Linked DNA regions of Mus musculus: region 2 is linked to region 1. Evidence: chromatin contacts called from public Hi-C data. All regions are on one chromosome and are shown on one strand. Each heading gives the region's core, a stretch centred on a gene start, on an enhancer-like site or on the middle of the called end of the contact. The rest is flanking DNA. Distances are from core to core; before and after follow the strand shown. Region 1 overlaps 1700069L16Rik (RIKEN cDNA 1700069L16 gene). Region 2 holds the start of 1700069L16Rik (RIKEN cDNA 1700069L16 gene).

Region 1 (6,878 bases), core at 1,609-4,108:
GTAGTTCAGGCTATCCTGGAACTCGCTATGATGCCAAGGATCACCCAGTCTCCACCTCCCTAGAGTTGACATGGTAAGTACAAACCACAGTACCCATTCAATGCAGTGCTGAGACAAATCCAGGGCTTCGTGTATGCTAGGCAAGTGGTCTAACCACTTAGCAACATCCCCAGCTGGGGAGACAGCTCTGTGGCTCTATGCTCTCCAGAACACCTGAGCTCCCCAGCATCCACATAAAAGCCAAGTCCAACCACTCATGATTGTAACCCTGTGATGGTTTGTATATGCTCGGCTCAGGGAGTGACGCTATTAGAAGGTGTGGCCTCATCGGAGTGGGTGTGACCTCTTCAGAGTGGGTGTGGCCTTGTCGGAGTGGGTGTGACCTCTTCAAAGTGGGTGTGGCCTCGTTGGAGTGGGTGTGTTGCTGTGAGTGTGGGCTATAAGATTCTCATCCTAGCCACTTGGAAGTCAGTCTTCTCCTAGCAGCCTTCAGATGAAGATGTAAAACTCTCAGCTCCTCCTGCCCCATGCCTGCCTGGATGATGCCATGTTTCTACCTTGATGATAATGGACTGAACCTCTGAACCTGTAAGCCAGCCCCAATTAAATGTTGTCCATATAAGAGTTGCCTTGGTCATGGTGTCTGCTCACAGCAATAAAACCCTAACTAAGACACCCCCAAAGCTGGGGAGCAGAGAGGCAGGCAGGTCTTGGGGACTCGTTGGCCATCCAGTAAAGCCAAAACAATGAGTTATGGGTTCAAGGAAGAGCCTATCTCAAACAATAAAATACAAAGCAATAGAGGAAGACATTCCATGTTGACCTCCAGCCCCGAGCCAGGGACACACGCATACACACCAGGCACATAAGCGTGGGAGAGCACGCACACATATACACACATACACACAGTGCATATATACACACAGACACACACACATACACGCATTGCATTCACACACACAGTGCATACACATAGAGACACACACATGCATGCATTGCATACACATGCATGCACACAGACACACACTCTGCATACACATGCAAGCACACACATGCACATGAGTGTGGGTGAGCACTTGCACATACACACACAGTGTGTACACACACAGACACACACATGCATGCACTGCATACACATACACTCATACACAGTGCATATACACACACAGAGACACACATGTGCACACATTGCATACATGCACACACAGTGCATACACACACACATGCACTCATTGCATACACATACACACACAGTACATATACACACAGAGACACACACACTGCATGCACAAGCACACACTGGGTTTTTATCTAAAGAAATGGAGACAGTGGGAGAGGATAACAGGAGAGGAACCAATCTGCACCTCCAGAAGATTGCCCTGGGTGGGGGTGCAAAAGGAATAAGGAACACAGTTTTGAGGGCTACATCCATTCTTCTTGTGTACCCCCAGACACATACCTAGGACTCTGTCAGGGATAAACAAAGGAACAAGCTGGCTCAGGTCACTTGGATCTCTCCATCTGTGTGGCAGAATATAATTACATTTCTTCTACAACTCTCCCAGGCAGGATCCCAGACCAGGGGGAGCCAGAGGCAACTGGAGGTGCCCTTGAGTTAATTGGGAACACCTGGGAAGAGATATGGTTTTGCCTTCGACTTCGTAAGCCTAATTAAGGAAGCTACGGTCTTGCTAAATGGACTGGCTCCAGAGGATGCACACGGCAGAAACTTTTAATCATCTTTCTGAAATATTCTGGGAGAAGTACAGTGGGATTTGGTAGACACACATAAGCTGGTGAAATTAGATTTCCAGAACTCGGTGGCGGTGTTATATCAGAAGTAAGCTCTGTCCTTCATTCTATAGTGTGCTGCATCGGTGCGGCGCGAGGGACACAGCTGTGAAGGAGACAGATTGGCCCCTACATCCAGGATCACAGTCTGATGAGGGACAGAGATTGATGAGCAGTTACTAAATGCTGATGGTGAACATTCCCTCACCCTAGCCACGCCCTCTTTAGAAGTCTATCTTGCAGAAACATTCGCCTGGGTATGCGATCACGTAATCCGTGCTGCTGTCCCCAAAACATCAGTAGTAAAAGATAAATCAGCGACACCCTATGACATCACTTCAGATGCAAGACGAAGGCCTGGGGTCCTTGTAGCTGGACTTTTAAAAAGTTCCACAGGGAGATAGCCCTGTGACCTCGTCTGCATCGTAAAGGTTCATCCCCCAAGATGGACGGAAATGGGTCCCATCCATCTGGTATCTGGAGATTATCCCAGCTCCATCTCTCGGATGGGAACCAGGCAAGGAAGTATCCTGACTCCCAGTTAAAGCGCAAACTTCCAGCTGGTGAGAGGGCTCAGCGGTTAAGAACACTGACTGCTCTTCCAAAGGCCCTGAGTTCAAATCCCAGCAACCATATGGTGGCTCACAACCACCCATAATGAGATCTGACGCCCTCTTCTGGTGTGTCTGAAGACAGCTACAGTGTATCCTTTGGGCTGGAGAGAACTGGGACTGAGCAAGCGGACTTGACCGGAGTGAGCAGAGGTCCTAAAATTCAATTCCCAACAACCACATGAAGGCTCACAACCATCTGTACAGTGTACTCATATACATTGAATAAATAAATAAATAGATAAATAAATAAATAGATAAATAAATAAATAAATAAAACGCAAACTTTAACTCTCTTGACTAGGGAGCCCCGGATGCCAGGTCCGTTTGGCATCCCTCGCCTAGAGGATCATCAAGTCGTGAGGATCCTGGGCAGATGGCAGTCACCCTGCTTCACCACGCTCTGTGCAGGATTTACTGATGTCACTGCAGCTACACAATGCCCACGGTTGGAGAATTACTAAACAAGATAGCACAGCGGCAGCTGATTTATGAATCCAAGGAACCATGCTGCGCAAGCCAATCAATGGGCAGAAATTTGCATATTAATGAAAACTCATAAATAATGCAGCGATGGCGTACAGCGTTTATGCCAGCTCCTGGGAAGGGGATGCTTGGTGCTGGAACCCAGCGGGGCTTGTTACAACCTGATGTGACAATCCGGTCCCCCGGATGTCCCTTCAGGAGGTCTGGAGTATGTAGCCTGTGAGTCACACATAATCAGTAACCAAGAGCTGCTACTGCAACTGCCACCCCAGGAGATACATGCACACGTGTGTAAACACGTGAGTGGACTCACGCACACTCCCATGTGGAAGTCAGAAGTCACACTCCAGTGGTGAATTTTCAAGGCAGGGTCTCTTTCTGGGACGTGAGGCTTGCCAATTAGGCTAGACTGGCTGGCCAGTGAGCCCTAGGAACCCACCTGTCTGCGCATCCCTGATACTGGAAATATACATAATCTTAGCTTTTTTATATGGATTCTGAGGGCCAAACTTCTGGAGGCCAGCACATAGCAAGCACTTTACCAACTGAGCCATCTCCCCAGTTCCCTCCCCTCCAGGAAGGGCACTGGCCACTGGGAAGACTGGGGGAGGCTGTTTCTGCTGTGCGCTGGCCTTGTAGCCCCCACAAGATCCTTGTGGCCATGAATACACCTTCCTCAAAGAGTGCTGGGTATGGTTTTGGTGGTGGTGGTGTTATAGGGATGCCTCTCTGTGTGTAGTCTATGTGTGCATGTACATGCCATATGTGAGTACACACTGTGTGCACGCCATGTATGTATACACTGTGTGTGTGTACATGCCATGTGTGTGTACACACTGTGTGAGCATGTCTGAGTGTGTGTGTATATGCCATGTGTGAGTACACACTGTGTGTGTATGCCATGTGTGTGTACACATTGTCTGTTGTATGCTGCGTGTGTACACACTGTGTGAGTATGTGAGTGTGTGTACATGTCATGTGTGTACACACTGTGTGTATGTGTGTGTGAGTGTATGTGAGTGTGTGTGTGTGCAAACCATGTGTGTGTGCACACTGTGTGTGAATGTGTGTGAGTGTGGGTGTACATGCCATGTGTGAGTACACACTGTGTGTGAGTATGTGTATACTGTGTGTGTACACATTGTCTGTGTGTATGCTGAGTGTGAACACACTGTGTGAGTATGTATGTGTGTACATGTCATGTGTGTACACACTATGAGTATGTGTGTACATGCCATGTGTGTGTACACACTGTGTGCGTGTATATGTGCATACCATGTGTATGGTGGTACCTGTGGAGGCCTGGGGAGGCTGTCAGATCCCCTGTAGCTGGACTTACAGGCAGCATGCAGTCTTAAGCAATGACCCTCAGCCTCAAGTGGTTCTCAAGAAGATCAGATGAGGGAGACACCATGATGGGCGGGTCCCTGCAGGGCAAGAAAACTCCAGGTCCCAGCAATTGTAGTATTGTTGTTTCCCTTTTTCCCCTGAGATAACTTCAGATCTTTATTGTAAATGTAGCACATAGGCGTCCTAAGGCATCTGTGCAGATTCCTCAAACCTGAATAGTTCTTCAGTTTGATCAGACAGAGCGCTCATGAACCAACGTTGCAGCTTAAAACCACATGTTTTCTTCCTGCTTTGAAGTTAAAGACTGTGAAGTCGCTGAGGTCAGTGTGTCCTGGGCTGATGCCTGGGATGGGTGACCTGCCTCTGAAGCCATCCACAGCCTCAGCTCGGGTGTCTTCTTCCATCTTCAAGGTTGAGGCTTGAGCAAACGTCCCTCTCTATCTGCATCATCCCTTGACCTCCATGCTATTTATGGCTTGATCCACTTGGCCCTCTTTCTGCTGAGGAAGTATGGGATTCCTCAGGCCCCTGGACAACCCCACACACTCTCCCAGCCTCAGCCGCTTCAGCTCAGCCACACCAGCAAAGTCATTTTAGCCTTGGAGAGGGACGCCTATTCAAGCTCATGATTGACAGTTGGGCTGGAAGGAAACATTCAGAGGTGTGTAAATTTTTTGTTTGTTTGTTTGGTTTGGTTTTTTCGAGACAGGGTTTCTCTGTGTAGCCCTGGCTATCCTGGAACTCACTCTGTAGACCCGGCTGGCCTAGAACTCAGAAATCCACCTGCCTCTGCCTCCCTAGTGCTGGGACTAAAGGTGTGCACCACCACGCCTGGCTGAGGTGTGTAATTTTAATGTATAAAACATAAATGTAATTATTCTCAGTGGCTCCAAGGACATAACTACAGAGATACACTAGATAGATGTGTATACCCATAGATACAGAGGCACGGCTGTGAGAGGCATTCTTCAGCACTGATGATAACCTCTCGCCATTAATATATCAACACACGAATGTTCCTGGGAAACACAATCTCACAGCAAACTCCCCGATCCCTGACTCTCACGTCCTCTTCTGCAACGATCCATGAGCCTTATGTGTGGGGATGTTTGGTAGATGTATCCGCCGTGGATGGGCTCACAGCTCTGCATTTTGATTGGTGGTGCTTTCTCCAATGGTCTCTGTCTGTTGCAAAGAGAAATTCCTTCGATGAGGGGGCGAAGACTGCATTTATCTGTGGGGTGAAAGAATAAGTGTTTGTAAATTGTTGTTAGGGATTATCTGGTTTAGTAAAGGGGTGGCTGTGGAGTCTCCTCCAGAAACCAGGACTTCACTAGCACCGGGTTGTTAGCTAGGTTTCCAGCGCCAGGCATAGTCTCCTTGTTGAATAGATCTTTTTTTTTTAAGATTTATTTATTTATTATATTTAAGTACACTGTAGCTGTCTTCAGACACTCCAGATGCAGGAATCAGATCTTGTTATGGAGGGTTGTGAGCCACCATGTGGTTCCTGGGATTTGAACTCAGGACCTTCGGAAGAACAGTCGACGCTCTTAACCACTGAGTCATCTCTCCAGCCCACTGAGTGGCTCTTAAGCCCAATTAGAGAGCTGTTGGTTGCTGTCGTGATGTGTGTACCACTACTGCAGCCCTAGGGTCATCCTGCTGCCATGCTGTCATTGATGCGGGTCACAGCTGGGCGGTACTATTGATTGTCCCCCTCCTCTGAAAGTTTGCATGGAGCTGCCCAGAAGCGACCCGTTTTACAGAGAGTACCTGATCAACTCCCTGGTTCACCAGGCCAGCGTCCACCCAGCCAGCCGCCTAGGACAGCAGTAGTGACAGTGAGAAGGCAGGTGGTCCATGCCTAATGGGGAGGGGGAGGAGCTAAGCAGAGGAAAGGGAGGAGCTAAGCAGGGCAAGTGGCTTAGCAGGGGAAGGGGAGGAGCTCAGCAGTGAGGGGCTTAGCAAGGGAAGGGGAGGAGCTAAGTGGGGAGGGGCTTAGCAGGGTAAGGGGAGGAGCTAAGCGGGGGAGGAGGAAGAGCCTTGAGGGAGGAGTTAAGCAGGGTGGGAAAGGGGGAGGGGCTAAGCACTGGGGCAGGGCTTAGGGGGGAGGGGGAGGAGCTAAGCAGGGGTGGGTGTGGGGAGCTAAGCAGTGTGGGGCCTCCCACCTGTGTTGCTGAACCAGATGCTGCTCTTTAGTCAGAGAAATTAATACAGGTAACACGATTTTTTGGGCTGTATTGCACCTTGCTAATGACGTCTTTAAGGGTCCTTTAGAGGCTGAATCCCAAGACCAATTAGAATTCACCTGGGATGGATGACAAGTCACCGTCCTTCAGCGTGCTACCTCAAGGTCACCCTCACAGTTCCACTGTTCTTCATGAGATGGTGACCTGGGACCTTACGGTACTACCTGTCCATTCTGTGAAAAGGGTGTATTTCCTCGATGGTACAATGTGCACTTCTGGCTGCTTGGTGGATTTAGAAAAGGGGATGGGGGAGATGGTTTGGTTGGTAAAGTGCCTGCCTGTCATGCATGCACATGAGGATCTGGATTTCTACCGTCCACTAAAATTCAGGCACAGTGATGCATGTCTGTATTCCTAGGATGGGAGTGGGGGAGGGGAGGGCAGAGAC
Region 2 (7,381 bases), core at 3,954-6,453, 35 kb after region 1:
ATTGGCTGCACATTAATATTCATGATTATTAGAGCAGCTAATTTTCCTCTTTATAGAAAGCAAATGGGGGTTCGTTTCAGCTGCAACATTTTTCCTCCCGTGGATTTGTGCGGGGGAGGAGGCAGATAAACGACAAGGCCCTTGGAATCAGCCATCCAGTTCTGAATGCTCTTGCATGATTGTCAAGAACCTTTTAATGGCTTTGACCTCTGAGAGGGGGCTGGGGAGAAGCGGTTTATGAATATTAAATAAATGTACCCAAAGGCCTCTAAGACAGGCCCCCTGACAGGTCAGCGTAGGTAACCGGAAGGAAAGACTCATCCTGTCTACTCTATTGTCCCAAGAGCACTCAGGACCAGAGCAGCAGTCACAACAGCAAATCCAAACCCTGGTGGGATGCGCATGAGGTAGGTGCACACCTGAGCATCCTTGTGAGATGGAAAGCCAGGATGACCAGTGGGGAAGTTGCAACAAGGAAATATTTACAACAGCCCAGGGCTGAAATCTAAGAATAGTGATGGAGCTCCAGCCATCCCTGGAAGAGAGAAGTAGAGGCGAACTGGCAGAGCTGGATAGTGAGAGAGGGAGTCCTTCACTCATGAGACGTTCATCTAGAGAAAGGACATCTAGAAAACACACACACAAACATATATACACACATACATATATATACAAATACACACACATACATACATACACACATATAAATATATACATATACATACACATACACAACAAACACACATACATGTATACAAACACACATGCATATACATACACACATACACACACACACACACACAAATATACAAACACACCTACACAAATACACAAACACATACACACACACATTCAAACACACATATACACACGTGCACACAAACACACACATACATACACATACACAAACACACAATACATACATACACACACAAATACAAACACACATGCACACAGAAAACATACAGACAGACAGACAGACCTGTGCACAAACACACACATACACCAAGACCTTTGTTCTAGATGTTTTCTGTTCAGTTGAAACAGTGTTCCCTTGAGAGGCCTGATGCCAATAAACCTTCCAACAAAGGACCATGTTGTTCCAGAAAGCAAGGAGTACTCAAAGAATCAAAGAAGTCGAGAGACAGGAAGCCTCACTACCCAGCAAGGCAATGTAAGCATCAAAATCAATGTCGGTGGTAACAGATTACAACCCACTTAATGAAACAGCAAAGAACAACTCGGTTCTCACATGTGTAAATGAATGGGTGATGGGAATGTTTGATGATTCATGAAAGATGGAGCCCCAGCCAGGTGTGGTGACACACACCTTTAGTCCCAGTACTTGGAAGGTAACCATGAGGCCAGAAGTTGGTGAGTTCAAGACCAGCCTGGTCTAGGTAGTGAGTTCCAGGACAACCAGGGCTACACAGTGAGACCCTGTCTCAAAAAGGAAGGAAGGAAGGAAGGAAGGAAGGAAGGAAGGAAGGAAGGAAGGAAGGAAGGCCTCAAAGATCTTCCCCACAATACTATTTCTTAGGGTTTTTGGGGGGGTGCATTTTTAATGTGTATGAGTATTTTGCCTGCATGTATGTCTATATGGCACATTAATGCCTACTGCCTGCAGAGACCAGAAGGTATCAGATCACCTAGAACTGGAGTGACAGAGGTTGTGAGCCCACATGAGAGTGCTGGGAACCAAACCTCTGCAAGAGTAGCCAGTGCCCTTACCTGCTGGGGATGGCTTCAACCACACAGACCAAGTTCTAATAAAAGCCCTTGTGTGCTGCTGGTGCAAATGTGCCTGAAGTGGCCACTATGGGAATCAGCCTGGAGGTTCCTCAAAAACCTACAGGCAGAGCTACCCTGGGGACCAGCTATGCCACCACACAAAGGGTCCAAGCCAGCATTCCATGATCAATGCTGATGCTCTATCCATAGCTGAGATAGGGAAGAGACCAGGGCCACAACCAGATGGAGAAAAGGAATGTGCCACGCACATGATGGAATAGTCTTTTTAAAGAACGAAAGTGGGACATTTGCAGTGAAGTCGGTGGATCTGGAGGTCTCCACAGCAGGGGAATATGCCAGTCTTTAAAAAGGCAATACTGTAGATTTCCTATCATACATGCAAACAAAATTTGTGTATGTGTGCATGTGTTTGTACATGTATATATGTATGTATTTGTATGTGCATGTATGTGTGTACATATGTGTTCATTGAGCATGTGTGCATGTGTACATACACACATACATGTATATGTGTGTGCATGAGAATGTATGTATGCATGTATACATATGCATGTGTATATGTGTATGTACATGTATATATGTATGTGTGTGCATGTATGCACATGTATATGTGAGCATGTGTGTACATATGTATATGTCCTTATGTGTGTGTACATGAGAATATATGTGTGTATGTGTTTGTGTGTATATGTGTGTACATGTTTGTGCGTGACTATATGTGTATATGCATATGTGCATTGAGCATGTATGTGCATGTGTACATACACACATACATGTGTTTATGTTTGTATGTATGGGAATGTATGTGTGCATGTGTATACGTGTAAATGTTTGTACATGTGCATATGTGTATATGTATGCATGTGGACATGTGTATGTTTGTGTATGTGCATGAGAATGTATGTATATATATATATATGAGTACATGTGTGTGCTTTGTGTGTATGTGTGTATGCATATGTTTGTGTATATATGCATATGTTTGTGTGCAAGTGCAAAGAACATAAAAATAGAAAGTCAGCTGTGAGAGGGGAAGAAACAAAAGGAGAGGAAGAGCAGGGAAGGGAGAGTATGGAATAGATCCGGCCTCTGCTGGCCACTGTGGGTACTGCATGCATACAGTACACCACACACACACACACACACACACACACACACACACACGTGCGTGCAGGCATGCACACATACTCATAAATCTTTAAAAGCACTTCCCTTTCATAGAGAATAAAAGTTTCAAGAGGACAAGACCTCTCTCTCCTGCCATTCCCATAAAAAATGCACAGCCTGGACCTAATCACACAGAAACAACAACAACAACAACACACACACACACACACACACACGCACACACACACACGGGGTGGCCCATGAAGTGACTGCCTGTTCTCTTCAGAACCGTCCAGGTCAAATGGTACAGTGGCACATGCCTGTAACCCCAGGACTCAGATGGAGGCGGGAGGGTCAGGGCATCCTCAGCTACACTGGGCTCAAGGCCAAGGCCAGCCTGGAACACACAGGACGCTGACTCAAAAGCCAAAACAGTGTCTAGTCCAGGTCATGAGGGTGGGGGGTGGGGCGTGGGGAGGGGAGGGTCAAAGAGAGTCTGAGGAATGTTCCAGATTGAGAGAGACTCAAAAGGCAGCGCAGCTACAGTATAATGGTGATCCTGAACTTCCTTGCTGGGACAAGGGGACATGCACCAGGCCCCTAAAGGTCAGGCTGGGAAAGACCCTCCTCCCACCCCCGCAACTTTACTTGAAAGCATCCCTGCCTCAGATTTTGGAACAAAACCTACAATGATGGTGGTGACACTCTGTGTGCTGTCCCCCATACCCCGCCAGGTGACCATCGGCCACACAGAGCCACTGAACTTTGAAAATGTGGTTCATGCAACTGAGGGACTGATTTTTTTTCCATTGTATTTAAATTTTCATTATAATTAATTTCAGTGAACTGAAATGTAAATGGCCAGCGCTCAGGAGGCAGAGGCAGGTGGATTTCTGAGTTCTCCAGGCCAGCCTGGTCTACAGAGTGAGTTCCAGGACAGCCAGGGCTACACAGAGAAACCCTGTCTCAAAAAAACAGAAAGAGAGAGAGAGAGAAATGACGCTGTGAGAGAGAAATTGACGCTTTTGCCAGGCTCCTATGTTCTGCAAAGAAAGCTAAGTTTGCCTCTATCGCCCGTCCTTGGCGCTCCTGTTCTGGGTTCTACCTGCAAGGCTCTGAGAACCGTGTGTTAGCCTGCATGGCTGCCCCCTTCCTGAGGTTCCCCCAAGGAGAGAGACTTCCCCTGGCTGACCCATCTAACAGGCTTCCAAAGAACCCTTTCTACTGAGCCTGGACCACTCTGCAAATCTAGGAGGAAGGATCCAGTTTTACCTCTTGCCAGTCTGGGGACAGCTGATGCAATCTGTCTCCTGCTGAGATGCTGGGCCCTGGAGCAGGAGAAGGGAAGTTCCACCTGCTGTGGGGCCAGCTGAGCGCCATGTGGCCAGGTCTGTTATAGCCAGCATTGCCAGCAGAAAGCCTTGGCTTCCCTTGTACCCTGGAAAGAGACCCGTTGTGTGAGAGTTGAATAGATAGAATTCATTCTCCAACATCAAACTGTGATAGTCTTTAAAGGGCAACCTCCAGCAACCCTTAGCCTGGGGTTGTTCTCCAGTCGCCTTTAGAGGGATCACCTTGACCTTGCACTCCCCCACACAGCTGAATCCGACGTTTGCCCCTCCCCCACCCTAGCCCGATCCCATCCTCTCTCACAGTGATGAACCAGCCTTGTCTGAGATATCCCGGATTCTTTTCTTTCATCAACACCTGCTCTCACACACCCTGTCTTGAACAGGCAGGTCAGGTTAGGGTGCTCTAACAAACGGTCCCCCAAGTCCCTCACTGATGGACCACCAAGGCTCATACTGCATACATTCAACTCGGACTGCATCTGCTCCGACTCCCCACTGGCACGATTCAGTCACCACCTCCATGGGCAGCGGCTGTAGCCTGTGAGAGAGGGAACGTGTTCTACAGTATCCTTCAGCAAGGGTCTGAGTCCTAACCCAGAACCAGCTGTATGACCTGCCCGGCCTTTGGATGCAGAAAGAAAGTTACTGCAGGGATGGACCTGACAGAGCTCTTACTAGTAGGGAACCGGGGGGGTGGGGGTGGGGGAATCAGGAGCAGAATCGACTTATCCGTGGATTATGGACAAGATATATCCTTTAAGGCACACAATTGCCTACTTCTGGACAGGTCAACAGCTCACCAGCCAGTTAGCGACAAATCCAACCAGGGAGGGTTCCAACTCGGTACTCACAGGAGCCAATTTGCCTGTCAACAGCGCCACCTGCTGGTCGATAAAAGTCATCCGCGGAGGCGCCCACCTGGGAGCTAGCCGAAGAGCAGGGCCCAGCCACTGCTCACCCAAACAACTCCCAGCCTAACCAGGAGGCAGCCTCGGCAATCGACAGTTAGGCCTGAGGACAAACATTCTAAATCGGGCGCCAGAGCACTGCACAGTTTTCTCAGTGGCTCTCCAGAAAACCCTATCTCAAGATGTCGTCATCGATGTGTCGAACAGGTGCCACTCATTAACAGTCATTGAGACTCTTTTAAGGGCTTTTTAAGTTGACTGTGTTGTGTACGGGTAACATTGTACAGACAGAGCAGGCTGTGTTTGTGTATTTAGGAGTATATAATAATTAAAAAGACCATGAACGGGGACTGGTGAGATGGCTCAACGGTTAAGAGCACCGACTGTTCTTCCGAAGGTCCTGAGTTCAAATCCCAGCAACCACATGGTGGCTCACAACCACCCCTAATGAGATCTGATGACCTCTTCTGGTGTGTCTGAAGACAGCTACAGTGAATGTACTTATGTATAATAATAAATAAATCTTTGGGCCTGAGCAAGCAGAGTTGACTGGAACAAGCAGAGGTCCTAAAATTCAATTCCCAACAACCACATGAAGGTTCACAACCATCTGTACAGCTACAGTGTACTCACATACATAAAGTAAATAAATAAATGTTTTTTAAAAAAAGACCATGAACTCAAAAGGAAGAGGTGGGGACATGGGAGCAAATGGAAGGGGAAATGGTATAACTACGTTATGATCTCAAACATATGTTTTAATTCTTTAGAGCTTGTTGCTTTTTTTTTTTTTTTTTTAAGGTAAGGACTTAGGTGGTAGGTGAGGCAGCTCCGTAGACAGAAGCACTTTGCCAGAGGACAAGCTGACGGGGAGCCTCGGGAGAGCTGCCCACCACCTTTGACGCAGGGTTGCTCACTTCCCTTTCATGGCTCGTCACAGCAGTGTGCCACAAACAAGTGTCCTCAGAATGGACACTGAAGGGGAAGAGGGCGTGGGAGTGCACCGGGTTGAATGCTGAGGTCGCAGGTCACCTCAGTCAGGTAGGCAGCCGGGAGCAGAAAGACAGGCCTGGAGGACACAGACAGATTCCTCCAAGACCCGGGAGAACCCAGAAAATGCCATTCGCTTCTTCTCCCCTCCCCACCCCTGCTGTGAGAAAGGAGAGGAAATAGGTATTTTTAAGATATAAGAAGATATAGATGCCGACACGACTTTATATTACGAGAGGAACTGCTGGCCAAGAAGCACCAAATTATTTACAGCATGTTTCCCAGAACTCAAAGAAACACTGAACTTTTTTTTTTAAACAGGCCTGAAACCAAAGCATAATTTATAACAATACATCAAACTTAGCAATACATAAATCCTCTCGCCTTACAAAAAAAACACACCGAGAATTGTTCACTCTCCGTAAGTGACTCAAGGCCAGCCTGAGGACACACGTCACCATGGACGGATCCCCATCACGGGGAAGGAAGCTGCTTCTACCGGAGGTGACTCCCACAGTGGCAGAGGGACCAGTTAACAAGGGAAGCAGAGAAATCCTCATGAAGCGGTCTGTGGAGACCTTCTCAGATCTGCCCGTAGTGCGTGGGACCCCGAAACTAGTCTCCTCTTACTGAACTTCTGTCTCTCTAGATGCCTGATGGTACCAAGGGCAGTGCTAGAAAAAATTAAGGGTAGAAACTATGTCTAGGTTTACACACTGCTGTAACCCAGGTACATAGTAACTGCTCAATAAACATTGGTTGGAAGGAGGAAGGCAGTCTCTGCAGGATACAAATGTAGCAGGTACCGGTTGCCACAATACTGCTGTGTAACAAGTGCTGGGAAAATTCAGTGGCTGAAAACTCTTCTTTCTGTGGCTGCCTCCCTGAGTCTGAAGGCTGGCTGGAATTCTTCTGGCCCCAGCTGGATTCACCCACACAGTTTCCAGTCTTTCTGGTTGGTATCTGGCGACCTCAGTTGGGACAGCCAGTCTTTCTTCCTCCTCTCTCCCTGTGGGTGTCTCTTGCGTCTCCCCTGGAGGGCTGCTCTGGGATGCTCTCCAGATGCCCTAGGCATGTTTCTGTGAGGATAGCATGGGTACCAAAAGAGCAAGGGGAAATACCCGTGTCTCTGTTGACAGGGTGCTGGCAAGCGTCATTGGACAAAACATGCCACGTGTCATGCCAGATCCAGGCAGGGGGTGGTAAAGTACAGGGCATGAATGCGGCCAGCCCACCTCAGAGCAATACCCAACTCCCACACTCACATTCCTA

The links. A called contact is a pair of places that touch in the nucleus more often than the background predicts.
Region 2: a contact with region 1 is called in a Hi-C map of the N1E-115 cell line, with 8 times the contacts expected there. The contact joins the promoter of 1700069L16Rik here to the enhancer-like site in region 1. A contact is called at or near these places in 8 of 484 Hi-C or Micro-C datasets (the N1E-115 cell line, brain, cerebellar granule neurons and 3 more), 1 of 115 datasets of contacts at active chromatin or transcription factors (embryonic stem cells) and 3 of 9 other capture datasets (adipose tissue, liver and pancreatic islet).

Annotation. Positions count from the first base shown.
Region 1 is chr5:113,687,348-113,694,225 of GRCm38.p6, forward strand. It overlaps 1700069L16Rik (RIKEN cDNA 1700069L16 gene), which reads right to left. Exons shown (of 3, transcript NR_033216.1): 3 at 5,077-5,472. Among named protein-coding and RNA genes, the nearest start is that of Gm46919, 7.9 kb to the right of the region's middle. Within about 2 kb of position 2,859, at least 20 of the 459 cell types and tissues checked have an H3K27ac peak or open chromatin away from gene starts, as enhancers often do. A contact at or near this core is called in the N1E-115 cell line, cerebellar granule neurons and cerebellum, where this site is marked.
Region 2 is chr5:113,719,569-113,726,949 of GRCm38.p6, forward strand. 1700069L16Rik (RIKEN cDNA 1700069L16 gene) reads right to left here and starts at 5,204. Exons shown (of 3, transcript NR_033216.1): 1 at 5,063-5,204; 2 at 4,132-4,297.